2 separate regions of the Zea mays genome follow, and region 1 is linked to region 2. Evidence: chromatin contacts called from public Hi-C data. All regions are on one chromosome and are shown on one strand. The core of a region is the stretch at or near the end of the contact, and the rest is flanking DNA. Distances in the headings are between cores, read along the strand shown. Region 1 holds the start of LOC100286243 (polcalcin Jun o 2). Region 2 holds the start of LOC100194115 (Essential protein Yae1 N-terminal).

Region 1 (2,958 bases), core at 367-2,866, 310 kb before region 2:
GCTAGTCATCAGCTGTTTCTGTCTGTCATCCATCCCATGAGCCGCGCTAAACAGTTCTCTAAGGACTAGAATTAAGTATCCCTACCAAAACATACAACTATTTAGTAGTAATACTACGCAACCTGTGACAGGATTTCCTATGACAGGTGTACGTACGTATCTTCTACTAGTATACTGGAGCAGACAGATGCAACCCAAGGCCTCCGCATGTTCTGCTTCCAATTCCAACCAGTAGATATAAACTAATGAAGAGATTCGAGCTCCCATCGCGCCCTGATGATGCCAATGATTGATAGGTACGCAATCAGGACAATTCCTCAAGCTCCTCCCCACCTTCGCAAGAATATTCCTGTTCCATGTTTGAGATCTTAAGAAAAAAAAATCCTCCACAAGTTCAACAAAAGATCACTACAGCTTTTATCTGCATCGAGCTAAATTAACAGCCTACGGATTCCACCGCGCTGAGATTACCAGATTTACATTGGATCTAACAAATACCAAACAAACATGCAAAAAACATTCACATATTCCGAGAGGTGGAAACACACGAATTAGAGATCCACATAGGAGTAGGTTCGAATCGTCTACTCTTTCATTCACATAGTCAAGCATCCGCATCTCTAGAACAGAAGTTAGCTCTGAACCACTGCTTTCATCCAGGCTCCAATCTTGCAAAAAGCAATATCCGCCGTGGTTCCCAATTATTAGTAGAGAGAAGAATCTAGCGCTAGTGCTTCTCCATGATGATCTTGGCTTCTATATACACTTTACTTAAGACCGCACACGACGCCATACGCTCGGCTGCTGTGAACGGAGGGGGGGGGGGGGGGGGGGGGGGGGGGGGGATGGGTGGAGCAGCAGGGATTCGAAAGGGCTGGGGAGGGAACCTCTAATTACCTAGGCGATCTTTGCGAAGCATGCTCCTCCCCTGGCCATCATGACCTTGAACTCGTCGAAGGAGATGAGGCCGTCGCCGTTCTGGTCGACGCCCTCGATCATGCGGCGGCACTGCGCGACGGAGGCGGGCTCGCCGAGGCTGCGGAGGACGCGCGCGAGCTCGGCGGCGGAGATGGCGCCGCTGCCGTCGGCGTCGAAGACGCGGAAGGCGTGGCGCAGGTCCTCCTCGACGGCGGCCGCGTCGCCGGCCACCGTGGCGTTGAGGGCCGCGAACTCGGGCAGGCTGATGAAGCCGTCGCCGTCCGCGTCCGCCTCGGCCATCATGCGCGCCACCTCGTCGTCCGACGCGCCGTGGCCCAGGCTCTCGAACAGCGCCGCCAGCTCCGACCGCGAGATCCGCCCGTCGCCGTTCGCGTCGAACTTGCGGAACACGCGCGCCATCTCCTCCTCCGCCGTCGCCCGCTCCGGGGACCCGCTGCCGTCGCCGTCGCCCGCGGCAGGCGCCTGCTGCTGCGGCTGCGGCGGCGGCGGCTTGGAGGAGCGGCGGCGGAACAGGGACGGCACGGGCATCCTGATCTTGCCCATGTCGCGTGGCGTGAGGGGGCTGCGACTGCGAGGGGGTTCGGCTGGATCCGTCACGGCTGCGGTTTCGGTTCTGCGACGGGCGGCGTATTTATAGAGGCAAGGCAGAGGCAGTTCCTTTCCCATTGCTATCGATCACGGATCGCAGCCAGGGAGGGAGGCCGGGGCCCGGGGAGGAAGCTGCGGCGTCTAGCTGTTGCGCTACGAGTCCCTGCATTGTGGGCCTGCGTTTGGGAAGCCGTATTTGCTTCGCACCTGCCAGTGCCAGTGGGATTGCGGATCCCGCAAACCTGCTTGTAGTTGTAGTATTGTAAAGGCAATTTCCCCCCTTTGTTTGTTTCAATATATAAGATTTTATTTGCTAGGTTACGATTAAAAAACAAGTTCGTTCGAAAAAAAGGGAAAAAGAGAGAGAGAAAAGAAAATAGTATGCTTAAAGGTTGCTTGGCCCGCAAAACACCCCAGATGATGGCATGAGCCAGAGGGTCCGAACGAACATGGCGCCACCACATGCAAACCTACCACTTTGATGCCGAAGCATGTACTATGTGAGATGGGGGCAAGGCGACGGGTTTGCTTGTGAGGGTCGTCTGTCTTTTTGTTCCTTTCTTTTAGTTGGAGGACTGCTTAAGTAAATGTGGGGGAAGTAATAGTCACTGCTATTGGATATGCGATGCGATTCTTGTGCGATGGGTAAGCTGCGTTTAGAACGTGTGTGTTTGAACCAAAAAAGAGCTGGCGGACGGTTCGGCCCTAAGGCCGGACGGTCCGCGGTCCGGACAGTCCGCGCCTGTGGGCCGGACGGTCCGCGCGTGCGCCGAACATATTAGGGTTCCGAGTTTTGTGCTACGGTTATTAGCTATATTCGCGGAATTAGCTTGGAATCAGTTGTGTAAAGAGTTCAGCCCCCCTCCTCTATAAATAGAGAGGTCTACGGCCGATTTTAAACTATCAACCGAATCAATACAACTTCTATTCGCATTTATTTCCAGTACAAGTAGAAGTAGTTCTAGTCTAGTTCTAGTTTAGCCTCTCGATCCCCAAATTCTTCGGCTCTCTTCGACTCTACGCCGATTAGAGGAGTCTAGGTCGGCCGGCCCGAGCCTAGACAATCCCTAGGATCTCTCCTTCCCGACGGGGTCCCTCCCGGGAGCGAGATCCAGGCGCCGCCGACGATCTTCCGCCGCCCCTGCGCACGCGCGGACCGTCCGGCCGTCAGGCAGGAAACCCTAGCCCCTGCGCCAGGTCGCGGACAGTCCGGCCCCAGGCCGCGTACCGTCCGTGCCTGACCAGAGAGCACCGCTGCCGGTTCTTCTTGAGTATTTGACGCTCCGAAAAGGCGTCAACATACTTTTTGGCGACTCCGCTGGGGACATACATATCTAAGCTCATCAAATCGGCCCTCAATGGCCGGTTCAAGGGATAGCTCTGATATTTCTCCAAGCAACATCATAAAGCCGACTTGGGAAACCTTGCCGG
Region 2 (2,986 bases), core at 484-2,983:
CCAGCGTTTACAGATTGCCTGAACCCAGCATTGAAGCCTTCCTGGGCAGAGTCCTTCTGCCCTTGTGTTATTCCGTCCCGATAGCCCATCTAGATGAAATCAAAAGGCAAAATTAATTTTTAACATTTCTGCTATCAGCCACACACAAAAAAAACTGCAAAAGAGTAGTTAGCATTAACAACTGCGTTCCAAATAAACTCTAGGGGGGTGATTAATACCTTTTGAAACTGGTTCTGCCTGTGGATCCATTCTCTGTCTAAGGTAGACGCGTGCCCATGAGAATCTGAAACATCTTCCCACACATCATCCTGGTCGACAGCGGCAACATCACCACCGCCGTTAGCTGGGACAAAGTTTTGCATAAGTAAACCAACTAGGTTCCAACATGAGATAAAACTACAAGCAGTGCTAATAATTAAGCAAGCAACGCATGGCTACGGAAGCGCACATGGTTGCCCCCTTGTCAGGGATAAGAGACATGCATCATACTGGGCTATTTCGTTCTCACCTGACGAAGTCGCTGCTTCTACGCTCAGCTCCCCCATGGAGATGGTGATGCCCTCCGCATCCCCTGGGCTGGCCATTCAGAAACTCCAACCTGCAGCCAGAGCCAGTGACAAGAAGACAGGGGGGGAGTATAGAATACAAGGTTAGAAATTCCGCGCCATATACACACACTAATAGATCTAACAAAATACATAAATAATGATGATATTAATTCAAATAGATCAAGCAAATACACATTCTGGATAGATAAATATCAAATAAAGAGCATTTGACAGCCATTTAGATCTATATGTCTTAACAATTTCATGCCGACATCATACTAGCCGATGGTCGACATAATCAATCCTACATACAAAATTTAAAATTTCATAGTTCTGTGTGTGTGTGGTGGTGGTGGGGGGGGGGGGGGTATAGAACAGAAGAGTACAAATTTCGTGCCATATACACACACTAATAGATCTAACAAAATACATAAATAATGAATAATGATAATATTAATTCAAATAGATCAAACAAATACACATTCTGGAGACAGAAAATATCAAATAAATAGCATCTGACAGCCATTTAGATCATATATGTCTTAACGATTTCACGCCGACACCATACTGGTGGACATTCTCAATCCTACATACAAATTTTAAAAATTCATAGTTCTTTCGGTGGGTGGGTGGGGAGTGGAAAAAAACACAATATGTATTCGTTCCATATGTCCTCGTGGGGCAAATTCAAATTTATCATATGGTTCCTCAGTCCTCAGAAGCGCCACTCTTCAACCCATCTTTCTTACCTTGGATATTGCAAAATGCAAATATCAACATGACTGTTGGAAACTAGACATTGCCATTCATCAAACAACATTTTATTGAATTAAATTAAAAAGAAAATCGATACTTGGTTACTCACAAGTCACGAATTCGAAATCCTTGGCTGCGTGGCTCTGTATACCTCTGTCTCCTCTGTGCAGGTGCCGAAGCCCAACAGGAGCAGGCACAGGCAAGCAAAAGCAAGGAACAGCCGGACAGGGGCAGTGCCACGCCTGTGGGGTGGGGGCTGGCCGTGCCCGTGGGCGCCTGGCTGGCATGCGATAGCAGGGAGAAGGGGCCGGCGAACGCAGATCTGCAGCACCAGCAAGCAGGACCGAGGCGAAACAGCAGGAAAACCGAGGGGGAACGAAGGCGCGGAGAACGGAGCCACCGGGAGCGACTTGGCTGGGGGTAGCGGAGATGCGAAACGGTTTGCGGAGAAGGGAGATGCCTGACAGGTTACAGGTAGGGCTGAACCTCTGGGGTGTGGGCTCCATGGGCTGTTCTTGTGCTAAATTGAAGGCGGAAGCCCAGGAGCCGAACAGATCTAACAGGCCTGCCTTTTGAAAATACCCCATACGGAATCGGCCCACTCAGACCTATCCTCCAACTAAGATTCCACATTTCCACGTATGTTTCCCTCCTGATTTTCAGACGAGAACGCAAAATAACCTTTGTTGTCCGTGCTTTACTTTTGTGTTGATTGACAGCAGTGTGTGTATCCGTGCTTCAATTCGTATTCAAAGGGTTAGGTAACCTTGTTTCATGTGTGCATAGATGAAGTTTACTTGGTACTCGAGGCTGGTCTGAGCCATGCTTGTAACTTAATTTACAACTAGTTTAGACACCCTTATGTTGCTATGGTTTTCAAATATGCTTCAGTATATAGTATAAAAATAAAGACATATGTTATATTGGCTAGTGGATTTGAAGCTAACAACCAAAGTTCAAATTCTCATTTGTACATAATTTTAACTTTTTTACCGATAGAAGGGGACGGTGGAAACTGGTTGCAAAAAATCATCATTGCATCTTCATTCTTTACATACTACAAAACAACAGCTTAATTTCCTAGTAACTGTTCCTTGATGTCTAGAGTCAAATTAATAGTACAAATCAGCAACACGATGGAAGTACAAATCATCAACAAGAAAAACATAACCAAATGCGTAATACTAGGAAGATTGACAAATTAGGTGAGGGAGCTAGGGAGGCCTAAAGAATTACATGTCTTCTCATTGCATATAAGTACAATGCTAATTTAAATCTGCAGGTGAGCGTCAAACATCATGGAAAGAATAGGTGAGGGATGATAGGAAGAACTTTTTTTATGAAATTTCTATTCAAGGCCATGTCACAAAATTTCTTATACAGTGCCGTACTGTTGTATGGAGAGTTCCCCCCCCTCCCCCTGCAAACAGTGTTGTATGAGGTTGTACATGTTACCTATTCACATGTGCATTTATACATAGCATCATGCTTACATAGGCAAAAGGTTAATCAAGAGGACTGGGTATTGAGATGACACTTATGCGTTGAATCTCACTAGTTCTGCCTTTTGTTTGGATACTCCCTTGGTCCAAAAATGGTTGATCCAATCCTCACATTCGTGCTGCCCATCTCAATCTGCATAAAGTTAACATTAGTTGATGGAACTCCAGGATTGTGTAGTC

What was found. Hi-C and Micro-C count contacts between places; a contact is called where the count stands out from the background.
Region 1: a contact with region 2 is called in a Hi-C map of tassel, with 4 times the contacts expected there. The contact joins the promoter of LOC100286243 here to the promoter of LOC100194115 in region 2. A contact is called at or near these places in 3 of 25 Hi-C or Micro-C datasets (ear, leaf and tassel).

The regions. Positions count from the first base shown.
Region 1 is chr3:151,609,665-151,612,622 of Zm-B73-REFERENCE-NAM-5.0, reverse strand. It overlaps LOC100286243 (polcalcin Jun o 2), which reads right to left and starts at 1,616. Exons shown (of 2, transcript NM_001159131.2): 1 at 898-1,616; 2 at 41-349. The coding sequence starts at 1,482. The coding sequence ends at 898.
Region 2 is chr3:151,303,981-151,306,966 of Zm-B73-REFERENCE-NAM-5.0, reverse strand. LOC100194115 (Essential protein Yae1 N-terminal) reads right to left here and starts at 1,733. Exons shown (of 5, transcript NM_001139168.2): 1 at 1,414-1,733; 2 at 509-598; 3 at 219-343; 4 at 1-89. The coding sequence starts at 584. It overlaps LOC100286142 (pyridoxal phosphate enzyme), which reads right to left. Exons shown (of 7, transcript NM_001159030.2): 7 at 2,630-2,939. The coding sequence ends at 2,859.